3 separate regions of the Sus scrofa genome follow, and all the other regions are linked to region 1. Evidence: chromatin contacts called from public Hi-C data. All regions are on one chromosome and are shown on one strand. The core of a region is the stretch at or near the end of the contact, and the rest is flanking DNA. Distances in the headings are between cores, read along the strand shown.

Region 1 (3,139 bases), core at 468-2,967:
TCATTCTCTTTGTTCCTACACCACTCTGCACTTTTCTGTTTCAGCACTTATCACATGATATAGTTAATTATTTAATAGCTTTATCCTCCATTACAACTGGATACCCTCCTTGAGGATAATGATCTAGTTTTATTCTGTTAAGTGACCCACATCTAGAACAATGCCCACTGCTCATTGGGTGATCAATTTATCTAATGAAAAGAGAACAGTTTTACTTCTATTTGAGTCTTTGAAAGATTCAGTAGTAAGCAGCACATGGTATACTGCCCTAACTAGTGGGATGACCTACCTAGTCCTTTTTCTTTAGATCTGTAAATGATATGGGTGGATTAGGTTAGGCATTATTTAACTAGGGGCCAGTGGGCTCCAGAGGATTTTTGATCCTTCACTCCTTGCAAAGTTAAAAACCAAAGGACCTGATGACTTGGCAGAGATTACACTATTCCATTACTTGTCCTGAAACTGTAATAACAAATCTGTGAAAACCAAAACTACACTGTTTCTGTGGTGCCTATATACGCTCATATACACTCTGGCTTGTCATTGGTGCCTGTCCAGAGCCCCTTTTGCTTTGGTCTCAAAAGTTAAGAACACGGGGACAGATTCTTAATCACATTTTCAAGGTTGATTGCCTAAATACCCGACCTTTAAGCCACTCCTAATCATCAACCCCTTTGGCAATGCGGTGAGTGCTTCACACGTGAACACTGTCTAGAAAGGTGCACAATTAGAAATGGTTCTGGCCTTGGGGTGCTTGGGAAACTAACCACGAAGACAGAAGAATATTTAACATAAAGATTCGACCGTCAGTGTAACTGACCACAGCCGCCTAAAGGGATGCAGACAACTCAGTAGACTAGAAATCCAACGAGGAAATGGACTTGGGCAGTTGTGTCCGGGGTCATGGCAGAGGTCCCTCAGTTTGCTCCCGAAGTTATCCTCTGCCCAGCTGGGGAGGTGCACTGCTCCCCACCAACTCCTTACCAGCCTGTATGGATTCCCAGGAGGCTGAGTGGCTACGGAATCAGGACATTTCCCGTAGTCAGTGGTTCTGAAATGGCCTTTTGGAGTAAATCTTGGGTCGGGACAGAGGCAAAAGTGAAAGTGGTGTTAAGCTGTTGGGGCAGAGTCGTGGCACGGGAAGCGGGAGAAGCCTGGGAGACCAAGTCCCCGCCTGGACCTAGAGAGAAAAGCCCCTCTCGAGGTTCCCTTCGAGGCGGCCGCCTTCGGCAACCTCCGGGGAGTTTCGGCTCTTTCCGGCAGTTCCAGCTCAGGCCCTCTACTACCAGCACGCGCTGTGCCCCCCACCCCACTCCGCCCGGCTCTTTCGGGGCACGGGCCATTCTGCACGAGGGCACGATCTCTTGCCCCACCCGTCCTCACGTCCATCTACTTTGTTCCCTACCTATTCCTCCTATCCCTTCCCTTCCTCGTTCTTCCCAATCCCCGGACATCCGAGCTCCCTCAACTCGGGTGCCCGGCCCGGCGGGCAGTGCGAAGCGCGAGGGACCGGTCCACGAGAGGAGCGGTAACCCGACGGACTGGAGGCGCCTCTCTCCGCGAGCTTCCCCGCGCGCAGCTCCTCGGCTGGCCGGCCGCCTCACGCCTCCCTCGCGCACCGGTTGGCTGCAACGGCCTCGAGCTCGGCGCGCCGAGTTCGCGCCGGCGCGAGCACGCGCCCTGTGCGCTGGCTGGCCGGCGCGCACGCGCCCGAGCGGGCTGCGGGGCGGGGCGAAGAGCTCGAGCCCCGGCGAGGTCGGTGTAGATCCGCTGGCACTTCGGCCCCCAGCCGCCGCTGCGATTCCCAGCCCGCCACCCGGCTGAGGAGGGTAGCGAGGAAAGGGGCGGAGGGGCGGGGCGGCGCCCGGCTCCGAGAGAGCTGGGGGAGGAGCGCGGCGGCGACGGAGGTGGCTCTAGAAGAGCCGGAGGAGGCGGCGGAGGAGCTCCTTTCCTCTTCTCAGACCCCGGAGCGTCCCGGACGCAGAGCCGGAACTGGGGGGACGCGGAGACTGCGGAGGCCCGGGGTAGGTGAGGCTGAGGGTGCTGGGCGGAGGGTTGGTGGGGGATGAAGAGGGGCACAGAGGTGTAAAGAGCGGGCTTGAGGGAGGGCACGGGGGAGGGGGCAGTAGTTGGGGGTTGGGGTACCGAGAGGAGGGGGATGTGAGTCCTTGGGACCTGGAGTGCCCAGATGGTGAAAGGTTTCTGGGGTCAGTGGGGCGGGCGGAAGACACCGGGTCCGAATTGGGGGGTTTCCAGAAGCATAGGCCGGGGAAACAATGGAGTGAGGGGGGGACTCTTGGTGTGAGCTTGTGTGGGGCACTGGATTTTAAGAGACGAGAGATCGAAAGGCATGAAAGAATGGATCGTTTGGTATGAGAAGTACAATGAATTGAGAATTCATCGGGGATGCGTAAGGTCAGCTGTGTGGCTATCGGAGGTTCTTAGGATTTGGAGGCAAAGTAGGATTTAAAAATAAGAGATAGAAGGGCATTCTTGGAATTGAGGAGGGGCGGGAAACGGAACGGAAAATAAAGCAAAGAGGGGCAGAGAAAGAAAATAAATGCGGTTTGGATTTGAATTAAAGCGGAAGGGTAAATCCAGTTAGAGAGTATAGGGTAGGTGGACTGGAGTGGCATTTTTCTCCTAATTCATCCAGGATGACTGGCTTCTTTTAGAAGATGGATCTTTCTCTGGCATGTCCCTCTGCCAAGGAGTACAAGACACTCTTAATAATATGGTTATCCTGTGTAGTCCATTTATTTCATTGATAAAACATGCTTGTAATATTTCTTTCCCCTCTGTATAATTTACCTGTGGTTAATGAAGCAAGAGAGGACAGACCACTAAAAATAGGAATTGTGCTTTGAGTTTAGTTATTGATAATGCAGAGTTTAGGATGTTTGGGAGAGAACCACAAGTTTGTTTTTATTTAGCCTTGATAAAATCTAAGTTACTTGTACTTTGTTAGAATTACAGTTTCTCGATGAGAAATGGTCACGTACCACCTGCCACTGGTTTTATGCTTGTGAGAGCATTTGGGTTCTGCCTCAAGAAATTCTTGATGCCGATTTCAAATTATCAGGCTGCCTTGTACCTTCCAGTTTGAATTAAGGTGATTTGAAAATATTGTGGGGAAGTA
Region 2 (3,139 bases), core at 281-2,780, 120 kb after region 1:
TGGTTCTTTTCTATGTCCTGTTATTAATCACTCATTTATTTTAATTTTGTGGGGTTTTGGGGTGGGTTGGTTGTTTGTTTTTGCTTTTTAGGGCTGCACCTGCAGCGTATGGAGATTCACAGGCTAGGGGTCAAATCGGAGCTACAGATGCCAACCTACACCACAGCCACAGTAACAGCAGATCTAGGCCATGTCTGCAACCTACACCACAGCTCACAGCAACACCCAATCCTTAACCCACTGATTGAGGCCAGGAATCAAACCCGTGACTTCATGGCTCCTAGTTGGATTCGTTTCTGCTGGGCCATGACGGGAACTCTAATTTTGTGTTTTTTTAAACTATGTTCTAAAAATAATCATATCTTAAAGTATATTTATATGTGTTCTGTAGGAGAAATATATTTAATAGTTAAAGAGTTTTGAAAATACTTAAAATTTTCTAACTACTGAACATTTTACTGTCTTTTCAATGCTAATGTGCCTTGTGAATTTATAAGAGGGGTCTATACTATGCTATTTCTCAAATGTATTTGATTATAGACTCTTTGGGAGGAGAAATATGTTCTGATTTTTTTCTAGAACACTGAAGCTATTTTAACTATTAGATATTAAAGTGGTAACTAATTTTTAAACCATAACTCCTTTCTGGAATTTACTTGCATTTTATAAGGGACTTTTTTGAAAATGAAAAAGACCTAAAGACCAAATTAAATAAAAAGATGGGAAGACAAGCATCTGGGTTGATCTTTGGGGTTTTAAGACTGTCCGTTCTGCTTATTTATGAGACTTACAGGATCTGAAATGTGAGAGGAAGTTTTCGTGAGTGGAGAGAACCTACACCACTCTTCCTCCCAACCATCCATCTGTTTTCTTGCTTGTCTGTGGCTGTGCCCTCAGGTCATGTTCCTCTGTTCACACACTTCATCTGGTCACTTCGTGCCACGGGAGACAGAGGGAGAGGGAGTATGGGCAGCCTCCGCCCTTCTGTTCCATGGAATTGAAGAGGGAGTGAATTAACGCAGATGTAGAGTAACGCTTCCCCCCAAATCACTGACCCCTGCTTTTATCATTTGCAAAGTACTTTTAGGATCGATAATTCATGTACTAATCTACCCATGCTTTGTCCTGAGGCCCAAGTTTCCCCTTCAGGTTTTGGAGCTAGAATATAATGCCATTTCTTCTGTTTTTCTTATACATTTTTGCTCCAGCCAAATTCCTCATCTCAAAACTTAATGTTCACATTTTCTCTTCCATATGCTAGTTAATGCCATTTTTCCAGCCTGTATATGCTCTCTTGTATTTTTGTATTTATCTAAATCCAGCCGATTCTCCCAGACTCACCTTAAATACGTTCTGACTTCCTGTGGAAATTTATCTAGGTAACCGATTTCTTTCTGACCCTCTGGGAGGAAGCACAGTGCCCTTTGCCTGGATTATTGTCATATCCAATATTACTGGTTGAAGAAAAGAACAAAGAGCTAAGAGCAGGACACCACAACTTTGCCTTGAGAAGCCTCTGGTCTCCATGGTTGTTTAGCTGACTGAGTACTTAGCCACAGGCTCCGATTCCGTTCAGAACCAGCCTGAACCAGGAAACAGTTCCGGGAGAGAGATTTGTGAGTTTTGTTGACTTGGAACCCAGCCAGGGGGAGCCTCCTTTAATAAATGACAAATGGAATGGTTTCCTGCCTAGAAACTGTGTATTTAGGATTGATCAGTAGGCGTAGCAACCAGGTCAATTTAACTTCAGGAAAGAGAGATTACCTGCCTTTTCCTGCTGGGGTAAAGCCCTTCTCTCTGGCTGATTGGGTTTTTAAACTGCCTTATTTCAATGCCCCTTGTAGTTGCTACTTTAGGTCATAATTGGCAGGTAAGCTAACTCTGTTTGGCACTAAACCAGAGCTTGGAGTTAATGTCACTTAGGAAGCCATTTTTTGTGTTGGTTATAGTATAAAAGAAAATGAAAGGATTCTAACAAATTTGCAACAGTAAGGTTACATTACACCTGACAGGTGCACTAGGGAGATTATATATGGATAACTGCTCTCACGTTGAGGCCAAATGAAAACTGAACTGGAAAGGTGAAAATCAGGCTTTCCGGGAGGTAAAATGTAAAATCTGTTCGTATTGCTGATCCAGCAATAATCATCTCTAGACCCAAGTTTATTTTTCTTGTTAATTAATAAAATTTGTCTGGCACACCGTTGGAGCTCCTAGTTGACTTAAGTTTAAGGGTGTTAAGGAACAGGATCTGAAGTGAAACATGAGCTGGAGCACATAAACTATTTTGGACGTCTGTCGTTTGTCTTTATACATGTCGGAGAAAAATGCCCACAAGATACACAGTTAGCCTGCCTTTTTTTTTTTTTTTTTTTTTTTGTCTTTTTAGGGCCACACCCGTGGCATATGTAGGCCTACACCACAGCTACAGCCACAAGGGAATCCAAGCCATGTCTGTGACCTACATCACAGCTCATGGCCACACTGGATCCTTAACCCACTGAGCAAGCTCAGGAGTGAAACCCCAATTCTCATGGATGCTAGTCGGGTTCGCTGACTACTGAGTCATGATGAGAACTCCTCAGCCTAAACTTTTTTTTTTTTTGCTCTTTTAGAGCCACACGGCATATGTAGGTTCCCAGGCCAGGGGTCAAATTGGAGCTACAGCTGCTGGCGTACGCCACAGCCACAGCCATGCAGAATCCAAGCCGTGTCTGAGACCTGCACCACAGCTCAGACCTACACCACAGCTCACGGCAGCAGTGGATACTTAACCCACTGAGAGAGACCAGGGATCGAACCCACAGCCTCATGGTTCCTAGTTGGGTTTGTTTCTATTGTGCCACTATGGAAACTCCTCAGCCTGCATTTTAAATAAAATTTCTGTTTTACTGAAAATCAAAAGGTAATTATTAAAAGGAGAAAATGGGTAAGAAATTTGAGATTCTACAATATATAATGTCAATGTAAGTCTGTGCTTAAGACTAAAATTTTTACTGGTGATGCCTTATTCACCTTCAAAAAGTTACTTCCTTTTGAGCTTCTCTTTTGTTCGTCTGTTAAACTACCACTAGTCTTAGCAAAGGGATCTTTGTTAAGATCCCTTTAATATAAAGTCCATCTATAAAGATGCTAAAAA
Region 3 (3,139 bases), core at 344-2,843, 64 kb before region 1:
GGTGAATAGAGGTGAAATCACTCAGCTAAACTCAACACGTACAGCTAATTAAGTTGGGGCGCCATGATCGACCCCAGGTAGACTGGAGTCCATGTCTTTTTTTCTTTTTTTCTTTTTTGGCCACCCCGTGGCGTATGGAATTCCCAGGCCAAATCCTTTAACCCACTGCACTGCCCCAGGGATGGAACCTACATCTTAGAGCTGCAGAGACACCAACCATCCTGTCAGGCCACAGCAGGAATTCCTGGAGTTCAAGCCTTAATCAGTAGACTATCTACCTAGTGCACTGAGGAAGATGAAGCCACCCTCCCCTCCCTCCAACAGCCAGGAAGTACTGGGCTCCTGCCACCCCAGTCCAGCACTGCTCTTAGTGGGTCAACCTGAAGGAAGTCCAGATCCTCACTGCACTTAGGGGCTGACCATATCACTCTAGAGATTTTATTTTATTTTTTCTGTCTTTTGTCTTTTGAGGGCCACCGCCACGGCATATGGAGATTTGCAGGCTAGGGGTCTAATTGGAGCTGTAACCGCTGGCCTACTCCACAGCCACAGCAATGCCAGATGCAAGCCATGTCTGCAACCTACACCACAGCTCATGGCAACGCCAGATCCTTAATTCACTGAGTGAGGCCAGGGGTCGAACCTGCAATCTAATGGTTCCTAGTTGGATACGTTTCTGACGGAACTCCCCAACTCTAGAGAGTTCTAACAGTAGTAGTTGTTGTAGTAGCAGCAGTAATAAAATTAGCTGAAATTTCCAGTCTTTATGATATGAGTTCTAAATGCTTTACAAGTTTTATTTTATTTTATTTTATTTTATTTTTTATTGGCCTTACCCTTGGCACGAAGAAGTTCCCGGGCCAGAGATCAAACCTGTGGCATAGCAGTAACCACAGCCACAGTAGTGACAACACCAGATCCTTAATCCACTGAGCCACCAGGGAACTCCTACATGTTATTTATTTAATCCTCCCAGTTATGAGGTGGGAGCTACACTTATCCTCCCTTTGCTGGGGCCATGGGAGGACATAGCAATGAGCATAAATTGGTATAACAGCATGTTGGAATAGATGGGAAGCTTGGCAGCTGGATGCCAGAGCTCTGGCTCTTAACCTTGACACTTTCCTACCTTTCTTCTGGCTCTAAGACCTCCCAGGCCTTCTTCTTTCTGAGTAAGGGGGAGGAGTCTCCTCTGTGTTGTCAGCAGGCCTGGTTCCCAAACCCAGGCCAGGCTCCGGCTGGATTGGCTACACAGCCCCCAGAGTCCTGCCAAGGTGGCCCTGGTTCCCTCTACTCTGAGGCTTCTGGGTAGTAAGCTGGAAGGTGAAGCAGGGGAGGGGATGGGAACCCTACTGGTAAATCCCGGGCCAGCCCTAGGGGCCTCTACTCTGAAAGGCTTGGTCTATCAGGATCTCCCTGGAAAAATAAAGCCTGAGCTGGTCTTCCCCAAGCCTTACCTGCCCCTCTGTTTGAAGTGCCAGCTCCGACTTCCAGTTTGCTTCCTAAGGACAGCTGGCAGGGGCAGGGGCAGGGCAGGACCTAGGCTGCAGTAGGTGGGGCTGCAACGGCAGCTGGGGCTCAGAGCCCAGGGCTGCATCAGAAAGCACCAAGGCTTCCCTAGTCCCCCCTCACACCCATCAAGCCCCCCTCTCCCAACCCAGGCAGGACCCTACCCTCCCACTTCCAAGAGTTGGTAGGGACAGGCCTGTTTTATCCATCCCATCCCCTCTCTCCCATCCTCCCTCTTCCCATTCCCCTGGCAACCAAACCAGACTCATCAAGGAGAAGGACCTGGCAGCTGTGCAGGGAGAGACTAATAGCCCGGAAGGAAGGAGGGGCCCGGAGAGGAGACAGAGGCGAGGCAGTAGGGATGTGATCGAGAGGGCGTTGGCCCATCTCAGAGGACTCACAAAGAGGGGGAGGCTCCGCTGCCCTGCAATGCTGAGGAGATGGCTGGCCAGGGAGCTGCCCTCCCCACCCCCTCAGCCAGAGATCCAGGCGGGAGTCCCAAACCTGTTTCCTCAGATGCCCAGCTCTCATCCTCAGGACCAATCTGTGGCGGACCTGTCCTCACTGGAAAGCCCTGGAGTCCCCAGCAGTGGTGCAGCAGCAGCCCCCTAGCTCCCGACAACACAGCCCTCGGCACCGTGGCGCCGGCAGACCATCCACAACGGGCATTCCTGGGCAGGCTGGGCCTGCGTCTCTGGAAGCTGTTTGACATGCAAAGGCCAGACATCAGCCTCTCTGCTAACTCTGGGGTGGGGGAGGGTATAAAGGGCTGTGTGGTTGTGCATGTCTGTGTGTGCACACAGGTGTACGGTGCTATCACAATATGCATCTGATTGTGTGCACAGGCTTGTGGCTCTGTCCTGGGCCTTCTCTCTCCTCTTTTGGTCCCTGAACTGATAGGGATGGGCGCCTTCTCTTTCGCCTTCTCTTCCCATCTAGCCCCGCCCAGTGCTGGGTACCTGCAACTCCTCAGTACTGGAAACTGGTTCCTGCCAGTGTGTCCACATCTCAGCCTTGGCAGCAGCTGCCGCCCCTCAGCCCCCTCCCCTTCCTACCTCAGGAATCGCCGCTGTGGTTCCCGAAAGGCCCGTGACTGAGCAGCAGTTGACTGGGGGAAGGGAGAATCCAGTGAAGCCAGACAGCACACACTACCTCCCTGGGCTCAGCCTCTGGCAGGGCACAGACCCTCCCCAGTGAGACCCAGAGCTGCCCAGTCACCCTCAGCCCCTCTGATGAGCCCACCTTGTTGGGGCCTGGGGTAGATTTGGGATCTGTGTCTTTAAGGCTGAGACATCAGCAGGCAACCCCCTGGCCAAGTGTCCAAGGGAGGGGGAGGGGAAGAGGCCAGTCCATTAGCGGCAGAGCTGGCGCCAGGCAGCAACTCTTCACAGAGCCCCGGGGATTACAAGAGATCAGCCCCTCCTCACCCACCTCAGCTGCCTCTGCCCTCCTGTTTTCCCAAAACTCCTGGCTTGGTGACAGAGGGGGCAGCTGACAGCAGGTGAAACAGAGCCTAGCCTTCAGGGGAACATGTGGAAGCACAGCCTCTGTGGCCTGATCCAGGCCCATTCTCTCTCCACCTGGGCCACCTCCTCCCTACTCATGTCCAGAAGCCCGCCCCTTAACTTCC

The links. A called contact is a pair of places that touch in the nucleus more often than the background predicts.
Region 2: a Hi-C map of fetal liver shows a contact between it and region 1, with 1.8 times the contacts expected there. A contact is called at or near these places in 4 of 5 promoter capture datasets (fetal liver, fetal skeletal muscle, liver and 1 more), 29 of 47 Hi-C or Micro-C datasets (adipose tissue, alveolar macrophages, blood and 15 more) and 2 of 2 datasets of targeted methods (alveolar macrophages and skeletal muscle).
Region 3: a contact with region 1 is called in a Hi-C map of epiblast stem cells, with 2.7 times the contacts expected there. A contact is called at or near these places in 3 of 47 Hi-C or Micro-C datasets (embryonic fibroblasts and epiblast stem cells).

Annotation. Positions count from the first base shown.
Region 1 is chr5:15,345,905-15,349,043 of Sscrofa11.1, forward strand. It overlaps SPATS2 (spermatogenesis-associated serine-rich protein 2), which reads left to right and starts at 1,718. Exons shown (of 13, transcript XM_021091602.1): 1 at 1,718-2,028.
Region 2 is chr5:15,462,266-15,465,404 of Sscrofa11.1, forward strand. The region is part of intron 8 of SPATS2 (spermatogenesis-associated serine-rich protein 2); the gene reads left to right. Among named protein-coding and RNA genes, the nearest start is that of KCNH3, 31 kb to the right of the region's middle.
Region 3 is chr5:15,281,806-15,284,944 of Sscrofa11.1, forward strand. It overlaps PRPH (peripherin), which reads left to right and starts at 1,594. Exons shown (of 9, transcript XM_021091600.1): 1 at 1,594-3,139.